Regions from separate parts of the Ovis aries genome. Here region 1 is linked to region 2. A link is a contact called in public Hi-C data. All regions are on one chromosome and are shown on one strand. Each heading gives the region's core, a stretch centred on a gene start, on an enhancer-like site or on the middle of the called end of the contact. The rest is flanking DNA. Distances are from core to core; before and after follow the strand shown.

Evidence for each region. Hi-C and Micro-C count contacts between places; a contact is called where the count stands out from the background.
Region 1: a Hi-C map of muscle shows a contact between it and region 2, with 5 times the contacts expected there. The contact joins the enhancer-like site here to the promoter of SSBP2 in region 2. A contact is called at or near these places in 8 of 16 Hi-C or Micro-C datasets (blood, hypothalamus, mesenteric adipose tissue and 4 more).

The regions. Positions count from the first base shown.
Region 1 is chr5:79,373,465-79,378,702 of ARS-UI_Ramb_v3.0, forward strand. All of the region lies in intron 1 of LOC132659902 (a long non-coding RNA gene), which reads left to right. Among named protein-coding and RNA genes, the nearest start is that of SSBP2, 97 kb to the left of the region's middle. Within about 2 kb of position 2,932, at least 52 of the 54 cell types and tissues checked have an H3K27ac peak or open chromatin away from gene starts, as enhancers often do. A contact at or near this core is called in hypothalamus, muscle and tail adipose tissue, where this site is marked.
Region 2 is chr5:79,276,986-79,282,267 of ARS-UI_Ramb_v3.0, forward strand. SSBP2 (single stranded DNA binding protein 2) reads right to left here and starts at 2,502. Exons shown (of 16, transcript XM_042250727.2): 1 at 2,435-2,502. The coding sequence starts at 2,496.

The sequences.
Region 1 (5,238 bases), core at 1,682-4,181, 97 kb after region 2:
TTAGGTCCTTTTTTCCTTTGGAAAGAGACACTAGCTCTAAATCCCTTAATAATTCTACTTGATTTAAATCTGACTTTAATCCTGCATGATAAATTAAGATTGTGTATCTCTTCACCTTTGCTTTTTGGAGTAATTTGTCTAACCCAACACCTGCATAAATAGATCAGCTCCTCTAGGTGATACGAAGGCACCGGGAAAAGTATCATTAGCTCCAAGACAGCTACCTTACCAGGGGGCACCCTGACCCCACGCGTGCTTGAGAGCTTCAGGAGTGGTTGCATTTAGAGACCCACACACTGAAGGAAGGACATCTGATTCCTCTGATTGCATGTAGAGTTGCTGGACAGCTGCTACAGGTCTCCTCTTACAGTAGTCCCAATCCTCCAAAGTCCTCCCACAAAAAAACTCTACTTAGAAAGGGCTTCCCAGGTGGTGCTAGTGGTAAAGAACCCACCCACCAATGCAGGAGACATAAGAGATGCATGTTCGATCCCTGGGTCAGGAAGATTCCTGGAAGAGAGCATGGCAAGGCAACCCCCTCCAGTATTCTTGCCTGGAGAATCTCATGGACAGAGGAGCCTGGCGGGCCTCAGTCTATAGTGTTGCCAAAGAGTTGGACACGACTGAAGCGACTTAGCACGCATGCAGAGGAAGAAAGCATTGTCCCTGGGAGGATGCCAGGTAGCCAGCCAGAAGGAGGAACCTGAGGTCTGCCCCAACACAGTAATTCCCTGTAGCAGGATAATGTGCCTTTCCTGGAGCTGGGCCGACTTTGCCCTGAGGTTATATTTCCACACAAAGAAGCCTTTAAGGGTGCCGGTGCAGACCTCCACACTGAAGGTTTATGTCTGTCAATCTTAGAAAAAAAGGAGGCCATAATAAAACTACAGGAGCCAGCAGTAGGGAATTACAACTTCAGGATTAGTGGAGGTCTGCCTATAGCCCTGCTAGCTGCTGAGCGCTGATCTAAGGACAAGAACACTAAAGCGAAAGGAATTTAAGTCAATTGACTGCTGGATTGCATGAGTAGGACTCAGAGAAGCGGGTACTTGCTGAGGGTGGCGCCTGATGCTTGGCCACTGCCATCATGTCACCCCAACTGGGGGACCCAGAGTTGGAGAGGAGGGGAAAGGTTCACCCAAGTCAAACGAGTTGAGCAGGACTGCAGATGCCCAAGTTGGAGGTTTTGCTTGCAGCAGCCAGAGCAACTCCAAGAGTAATTCAAATGATTCAGTTAATAAGAACAAATGCTACTTAAGGTCTCAGTGAGTGACCACAATAGGCAGAAAAACAGGAAATACAGCAGAAGGTGGACCGGCACACTGCAAAGAGACACAAGAGGGAGAAAAAAGTGGTGCCCTCTGGGAACTAGGCAGAGGGAAAGGTGGCGAAGTCATTGAGTGCATCAGACTGGCTGGGGTGAGGTCTCCGGGGTAAGGTTGGGGAGGGATGGGACAGCAAGTGGGGAATGGAGCTGAGAATAGAGAGGGCATCATTGCCACCTGTCCAGCATCTCCACAGCCCTCATTTTGGCAGTGTGGCCCTGATTCTTGCACAGAGGCTGGTTGGACCCAGCTTGAGAGCTTCCTAAAATATCCTTGGGTCTGATGCAATATCACTTTGTGATGGCACTGCATTGCGATGCGGTGACAGGCTAACCTGGTGGTGGAGTAGGAAGGCCTTTTGTGTCTTCATATGACCATGTCTGAGAGAGACCAAGTGAGCAGAGTGTTCCCAAAGGGCAATGGGGCACTTGAAAGACTGGTTAAGTTCTCTGATGAGGAAGGAATCGAGTTCCCAATTCCCCACTCCCACTACAGAGAACAACCACTTTTGGAGAGCTCAGTCAGGACAGGGAGACTCAGGCAGACCCCCAGGGCACCCTAAACTGCACCGGGAGCAGAGGAAGGGTTGTGCTAAAATCAACCTTCACCCTGAAGAAAGCAGGAAAAAACAAGATAGCTTGTCCCACAGCATGCCCTCTGGGCAAAGGAGCTGGGTTGGGGAATTGTAGAAGAGACAGGCCTAATCTGGAGAAAGCCACCAAGAACTACCAAGAGCTGGCAGCAAGGTCCAGGTTGGCCTAGGTCTCCAAATAAAAACAATTTGCCTAGCTCTAGGCCAGTCCTTGTTCTGCATCATGATATGAAATTTGAAATGTGAATTAAACCTTGCAAAGGAATGTAACTCTTTCCTCCCTCCCCCAGGCCATTCTATCTTTCTTAGAGAGGGTGAGGTGGGTCAGAGGAGGAAGGTGTAACATTTTTGCCCCTTTACCAAAACATGGAAAGTGTCCTCACCACCTCTCCCACCATCCCTGTGCCCACCCCACCCCCTCCCCAGTGCTAAGAGTGTTCAAAACTAAAAGCCGAAGCATCTTTTCAGCAAGTAATCAGCACAAGTTGAAAAGCACATGCTGTTGCATTTCTGATCAGATTGTATGTTAAGCAGGAAAATATCCACCCCCCCACTCTCCCCCACTTTTTTTTTTTTTTTTTTTTGGCTAAATGCTTGTCTGTTTAAAGAAGCCACCAGGCAGTGCCTCTCACTTTGTCTTGGCAGGGCACAACCATCAGACGAAGTGGGAGGAAGAAACATTAACTTCAACAGCTGTTTCTTGACCCCGGCTGTCAGTCTTCCCAAGAATAAATTTTGGAGAGTCCTATTTGAAACAAAGAGGGAGTTTTGGGGGAGAGAAAAGTTGGTTGATTCCAGGGCGGCCGCCTAAAGGAGCAGGGACCAAGATGCTGGCAGTTACCATGCAGCCTGCCAGCCTCTGCCGGGTGTAGGGGTGGAGCAAAGTAACTTGAAAGCTCCCCTCTCGGCGCCCTGTGCCTGCAGCTTCCCCCCCTAACGCGCGCCCAGATCCAGCGCCGGTGGTAAGAGCCGTAGCTCGACTACAGTAATTCCCCAGCTCGGGCGGCTTGAAACTGCTCGGGCTGAATAGCATTTGCTGTTCCGTCCGGCGGCCGCCTCCCGCCGCAGCTGCCGCGCTCCCTGCAAAGCAGCTCTCATTATCCCGGAAGTTGTGCTGACACTGTCTCGCTGCCACCAGAAGTTTGTCAACATCAAACTTCTCCTGTGTGGGGTACGTTCACCTTCCACGAGTATTTAATCGAGCCAACAAGCAAACAAACAAACCCAAATAAACCTGCCCGTGATGTCATGGTCTTTTTTTTTTTTTTTTTGGCTTTTGCTTTCCTGGAAGGCTGGGGCTGGTAGGAATTTGCTGGTGGGCGCTCAGAGCGCCGGTAGGTTTTAGGGGGGCTGGCGATCAGGGACCCCCCCGACCCAGGGTGAGGAGTAGGGAAGGGATTGGGATGGTGTGGGGAAGACTGGGGCTGGGAGGCGGGGGCCGGGGCCGGGGCAGGCGGATGGGTCCTGCAAAGTCTTGGCTGCGGTGGGTTTGGAGGATGCCCTGTCATGGGGCGAAGGTTGTTGCTTGGCGGCCCCGACCCCGCAGCAAAGGTTACCTGGACCAGGTGGCCAGGCGTGTATAACCGCGGGGGTTTTCTTCACTCCCACTGCACTCTGTACGCCTGCAGGACGTTTCTACAAACACCCCTTGGGGTCTTTGGGAATAAAGGGCATTAGGGTCATAAATGTATTTTTGAGGCTTCAGCTGCAACATCAAAGAAATCCTTGAGATCTGAGGGCAGCACCTTTTCAGCTACCTTGATAAAACCGTTTGGTCTAAACTTAACTCCTTTCCCTAAGCCAGGTCTCCAGGTTTAGTTTGAGTTGCTCCTGGGTTTGGGTGTTTGTGGTTTCCAGTTGCTCTCCCGCTGAGACACTCCTGGCTCTGTCGCCGGGTGGAGGGGGGAGAGGAGGAAGAGGAGGATTGTGATTAACCCTTTCCGCCCCGTGCTTTTATCCGGGTACAGTCAATCCTACTCAGACTGGAGAGGACAAGGCCTGACTTGCCGAGTTTTGGCACTCATGAATTAGCACCCCTTGAGGGCTATGGGTTTTGGGGGAGGAGCTGGAACCTCGGACACTGATATTAACTTTATGTCTAGTTTGGGGAGGCCACACTCCTCCCCAACTAGATATAAAGACAGGGGAGATCCCAGGGAGGGTGCTGCTGTATGTCAAGTCAAGTCAGGTGTGGGCAACTGAGGGGGTTCAAAATCCCTAAAGCAAGCGGCAGCCCAAAGCCTGCCCTCTTGAATTGGAAATCTGTCCACTTGTGGATGCAGCAAAATTTTTCTGTATTCTTCAATAATAAGTCAGAGTGGATAAATACCTCTATAAAGAATATTACCCATTATCCAGTATGGTATTGCAGAGACGCTGATTTAATCCATTTAGGGAGGCAGGTACTCGATTTACTCTTGCTGGTAGACTGTTATTAACCACGTTTTTAGAAAAATTATATCTACAGTCACCTATGTTTGATAACAAGAAGCAAGACGATCTCTCTTATTTTCCAAACGACCCTAAACAGGAAAATTGTGCTAGTCCCAAAGGGCTAACTTACCTTAAACACAAAACAAAAACAAAAAGCTAAAAATAAAACCTAAAGAACTGAGGTGTTTCTCTGGCACTGGAAGTTACTTTTGACAAACACAAATCAAACTGATTCAAATACATTTCTAGAGCAGCCAGCCCTAAAAAAAATTAAAAAATAAAAGCCACACACAAAGAAGTGTGTATTCTTAAAAGTTTCGCTATTCACTACAGTGAATTTTCCTTGTTGGTCTTGCCTCAAAAGTCTCCCTGAATTATTCAGACTTATTTTCTTTGGGTGGTACTTTAATTTTTATTTATTTATTTTCTTACAATCCACAAAGTACTACTCAACATTGTTGTACCTCAGTGTGGACATGAATCAAGAAGGACGTGTGGAGGATTCCATTTCCAACTCCATGTGCATGAATTTTTTGCCCTGGCTGTTAATCTGTCATGGTGTAAAAAGCCTGATTTACAAAGGCTGGAGGACTTTTTTGCAGAGCAAGGTTTTGTATGGTTTCTATGGCTGGGCTTATATACAAATAAAACTATTTTGCATTTCTGTCCACAATTTCCTAGTTGCACAAGGATAATTTTCAGAGTTTTCAGCTTCTAGTCCCTGAATGGGAGCGGCAAGCATGAGGAAACAATTTCTTTTTACAGTGATGTGAGCTCAATGCTCTTCTGGATTTAGTTACTTCATAAGGTAAATATCACTAAATGTGCGCTGAGATCTTTGGGGATCTAAGGTGGTGGATGGGTGAAAACTGTCTACTGTGAAATGCT
Region 2 (5,282 bases), core at 1,252-3,751:
TTGTCTTAGATTCAAACAACATTCGCCTAGAAATTAATGCAACAACAGTTAACTCAGAATGGTCATTGTCAATTCTCCAAAAGTGGCCTCTTTACCTATATTTAGTCCGTAAGGCAAAGCAATCCAGGATTCCTGCTGCCAATTATAATGAATGGAAGAAATTTATTTAAATCAAATAGCACCATCTAGCAGAACTCTCACCACCTGGCTTACAAGTGTAGATGTTACTTGGTGTTCAGTTTGGTAGACTTGACAGCAAAATGGCAATTATTTGTTTTCATGACATAACCACACAATTAGAGCTAGAAAGGACTTAAGACACACCAGGTTCAACTTCCTCATTATTATGCTAGATGCTTTTAAAATTTCTTTTACAAAGTTATCATAATATAGATTAAATTCAGCCATTCCTGGAAGTTCAAGTAAAACCCAAAATTTGGATTCTCAAATTCAACCACCCTGAAAATACGTTTAAGATATACCTCAATACACATTTCAATTCCTTCACTCCCAAACATATGAAATCCAAATACTCTGTAATCATTAAAACATCTTCCCTAAATGTTTCTATTTTCTCAGATATATTGCCACTAAATGATAAACGCACACAAATTACGCCATCTCAAAACTTCAATTCCAGTAACTTGCTATCTCTTAACCAACCTATAATGCTAAATCTTTTACATACTCCTTGTCACAGCAACAAGATCCTGAATTCAGCTCAGAAAATACCTTGGAGGTGTAGGGGGGAGTATCTTTTTTTGGTTTGTTTTGATACGCCAAGGCCGCCCCTAAATCCTATAGGAATTGCGTTTATTGCTGCCAACACAAAGATTAGGAAATGTTCCCAACCATAGGGCACAAGAAACTTTCAGAAGACTACTAACTGCCTAAAACTAGGAGGCAAACCCGGCAGTTTCTGCACATTGGGTTTTTATTTACTCAGCTATTTCCTTGTGCAAGGTGACTAAAGTAGCTTTTGAGATGCTCTCAGACTTTTCTCCAGTCTGAAGTCCTCGGAAGGGCAGAGCGCGTCCAATGACAGGGATACGCCTCATCCTCAGAATGGAGGTGGTTAGTGGGAATCACCATAAGAACTGCTGCACAGAAAAGAGGGGTTCTTCCTCAGTGGTCACAGTCACTATGCGCTCTCATTTTTAGTAACAACCAAATCACCGTTACAAGCACGTAAGAATAGAAGCAAACAACCCTGCTTCGCAGCGTGCCGTGACGGTGGCATCCCAGGCCGGGAGGGGCTCTTTTCTCGCCAGCCTCCCCTGGGCTCCCACCGGAGTTAACACCTGTATCTCCTCGCCACACCGACCAAACAACTAACTCCTCCCCGTCTCCACGCTTCGACCCTTCCTGCAAGTCCGGGTTCGGACCACTGCCCCCTCCCCACCGCAGACAGCCCTCCTCGCGCCAGCGGCCGCGGCCCCCACCGCTAGTCCTCCCCGCGACCCCCGCTCGCCGCCCGGACCGCCACGGCCCTCTACGTTTGGGAGGCTGCAAGTCTCCAAAAAAAAAAAAAAGTTCTCCAGCCGCCGCCGCCGCCGCCGCCGAGTTGGGTCGACTGCGAGCGGCAGAAACGCCAGCCTACCCCAGCAGCTCCCGCTTCTCGCCAGCACACTTTTCCTCCCCAGGAACTCGGTCCTTTGACTCCCAAACTTCAGCGGCGCCCCTGACGCCCCCTGCCCCAGGCTTGCGAGGCACACAGGGCTGCGAACGCGGCGTCCCTCCTCCGGACCAGGAAAGCCCCGACGCCCACCCAGCCCACGCCCCGCACACGCCCTCCGCGCCCCGCGCGCGTCTCCGCGCCCAGCGGGGCCCCGCTCGACCGCTCCACGCCCGGCTTCCGCCCGCCGCGCGCCCGGCCCCGCTGCCTTCGCCTTGCCAGGCGCAACCGGCCCCGGCGCCCGAGCCCCCCGCCGCGGCGCCCCTCGAGCAGCCCGCCCCGACCCCGGCCCGCCCCCACCGAACACCCACATTCCCTCCGCGTGGCCTCCTCCACGCAGCTGCCCCCTCTCGCCCAACCTCTACCCCCGGAGGCTCTCCGCTCCCCGCAGCCCCGGACCCCAGCTCCAAAGTTACTTTGCGAGAAGGTGAACCCGCGGGTTATTTCCCTCAATCACCCAAACAAGTTTCCATCCCCGCCACCGGCACCGCCGCCGCCCCCCGACACACTCGCTCCCTCCCTCCCGCCAGACCCCACGGCCGCCAGCCCCGCGCGAGCCCCTCCTGGGAAACAGCCGCTCCCAGCACCGCACGCCCCCCACCTCGCGCACCCCTCCCCCTGCCAGCCCACCCCCCGGCTCTCCCCCGGCAGAGAGTGTCTGTGTGTCTGGGTGTCTCCGAGAGAGTGTGCGAGTGCGTGCGTGTGTGTGTGTGTGCGCGCGTGAGAAGGCGGAGGTGGGTGAGAAGCGGAGACACTTACTTCTCCCGGGCCTGGCTGTCGGACGGGACGGCGCTGCTGTTACTCTTGCCTTTGCCGTACATGCTTGTGCCGAGAGCAGCTCCCACTGTCACGCACCTGTCAACCCATCACAGCCTCCCCGGGAACAGCCCCGTCCCCATGGCGACCCACGCAGCCACCCCCACTATTGGCCGCCCCACGCCAAAGCTCCGCCCCCTTCGCCCAGGCAACGCACGAGACTGACAGGCCTTCCCCCCCTCGACTCCCTCCGGCCTGCCGAAGCGCGCGGCGGCGGCTACAGCCTAAGCGGCAGTCTCCTCCCTCCTTCCCTCCCTCCCGGGTTCCCTCCCTCCTTCCCTCTCCGCTCTCCTCCCTCCTCCCGCTCCTCTCCCTGCCTCCCCCCTCCGAACCCCGGCGCAAGGGGGGAATTAGAAACTGCTCTAGAAGGATTTTAAACAACTGGCTGTTCCCTCCAACGCCGCCCCTCCCCCCGCACCGCCCGCGCTCGGCTCCTCACTGGAGAGAAGGCGCCGGGAGGAGGGGAAAGTGCGGCCTGGAGTCTCTGGCAGGAGCTGGCGGAGCCGGAGCGGCCGCGGCCCCAGACTTCAGGGCGCCCGCCGAGTACACAGGCAGATCTACGGCCCCAGCCGCCCTGGGGAGCCTCCCCCACCAGCCCCTTTCTCCCGCTCCTCTCCTGTCTGTGACCCCGCGCCGGTACCCAGGATTGATCTCTGCGGTCCTCGGCCCTACTCCCTGCGGTGTCGCCCCCGCCCAGCTCCCAGAGGGCCGGCTGGCGGGGGACACGCGCACTGTTCCCTCGACCTTCTGGCTGAGCGACTGGGAGCGACTCGCCTTCCCTCCTTGGAGGGACTGTGCCTGCGGCCCTTGGCGCCGCTGGGGTGGCGTCGCCTGGCTCCTGGGGCCGCGCCCTGCAGCGCGGGGGAGCACTCGGCCTCGGGCCTGGCTCCTCTCTTTAGAGGTGAGCCTGCCTCCAAAAGGTGGCCCAGTGACTCCTGGGGCCTCAGTGGCCCCCACCTTGTTCTCCTAAGATCAGAGCCCCGCGACATGCCAGACGTACTGCAGAAAAGGGTCCCGGGTATCCCCACCTGGCCTGCCTCTCTAGCCTGGGGCGTTGATGCCAACTCATCCTGACCTTTGGAGTGGAAAGGACCGTAGAAGGCTTTTAAAAACATCCCTGTCTTTGTCCGTCAGAATAGGCCCCAGCCGTGCTCCAAGGTGTACAAAGCTTTTGCCAGAGCTGAAACGCTGCCCAAGAATATTCATGGATCCCAGGCCCCAATCCCATTTCAGTAAAGGCAAAAAAGTTTCTGAAAACACACACAACCTGGCTCCCAACTGAACTCCATCCTTTATCTTGTGGAGATCCTTGGATGTAAAATGAGACAGAGTGCAAACACGTTTAAAAAGAAGAGATGGGCATCAAATAGGGAGTGACAGGGGGAGTGGGGTGCAGCTGGGGGTCAGATAGGGGAAAACATCAAGGAAGGATAAAAAGACCCGGAACAGCTATGGGAGGGGAGAGGAAATAACATTCAAATAGAGAAAGGTACCTTTCTTTTCCTCACATGCAGCTTTAAACTTTTAGTAGTAGGGTCATAAAAATGTATATGGAGATTCTGAGATAGATGGAATGGAAAGAAATGGGCTTGTGTGGGCATTGACAGCAAGTGATAGGAATATAACATCAACAGAAGGTTAAGGAAGGGCAGTTAGTAAAAATGAAAGAATCAGAAAAGGTGCTGGCAACCAAACATAAATCAAACACTGGGGAAAATGAAGAGAAGGGACTTGCTATGGTAAGGAAAACAAAAACAAAAAATGGAAAAGGTAAAGTGTAAAAAGAAAAATAAGAATAACAACCAAGATTAAATGAAGTAGCCGTAGAATGTGATAGCAAAAGATGACAATTACAGAAGAGGATTGACTAATACAAAAGGATACAAGAAAAATAAACATGCTTTTATTGAAAGGACAAAAATTCAGCCAATAGAAGTGAAGATAAAGTCAAAAAAGTCACATTGGCTTAAGTTGATTTTTGAGAGGTAATTTACCTTTTCTTATTTAAAATTCTTCTCTCTGTTTACAATAACCTGCCGTGGTGGGGACAGGACATTCTTGGACTCTGAGGTACTTGGAAGTGCTGTAGGAAGGGGGAACCCCTTCCAGGGCCTGAAACTGGGCTCTTGTCTAACACTCAGAAATGAATTGTCTGAGGAGACACATGTGCTGACAAAGCAAGAGCTTTTATTGGGAAAGGGCACCAGGGTGGAGAGCAGTAGGGTAAGGGAACCCAGGAGAACAGCTCTGCCACGTGGCTCACAGTCTCGGGTTTTATGGTGATAGGATTAGTTTCTAGGTTGTCTTTAGCCAATCATTCTGACTCCGAGTCCTTCCTGGTGGTGCACGCCTTATTCAGCCAAGATGGATGCCAGAGAGAAGGATTCAGGGAGGCGGTCGGACATGTGGTGTCTCCTTTTGACCTTTCCTGAACTCTTCCAGTTGGTAGTGGCTTATTAGTTCCGTGTTCCTTATGTCGTAAAACAACTCATGCAAATAGTTACTATGGTGCCTGGCCAGGGTGGGCGGTTTCAATCAGTGTGCTTCCCCTAACAGAAGGAGTAATAACCTCCCTCTTTTAACGAAGTTCGAAATGCCCAAATGTCTATCAGGCTGTCATTGTTTACAAACTCTACCTTCAAGTTTGGTGCTATGTAATTTGCTGTTCAGTTTAATCTACTTCCATTAGCTTTAACTCAAAAAATTATTAGCATCCCCAGGCTCCATCACCCATAGAACATTCCCTATTAGATACTGGTTAGAGAATGCTGTCAAGGAGAAAACAAACTAT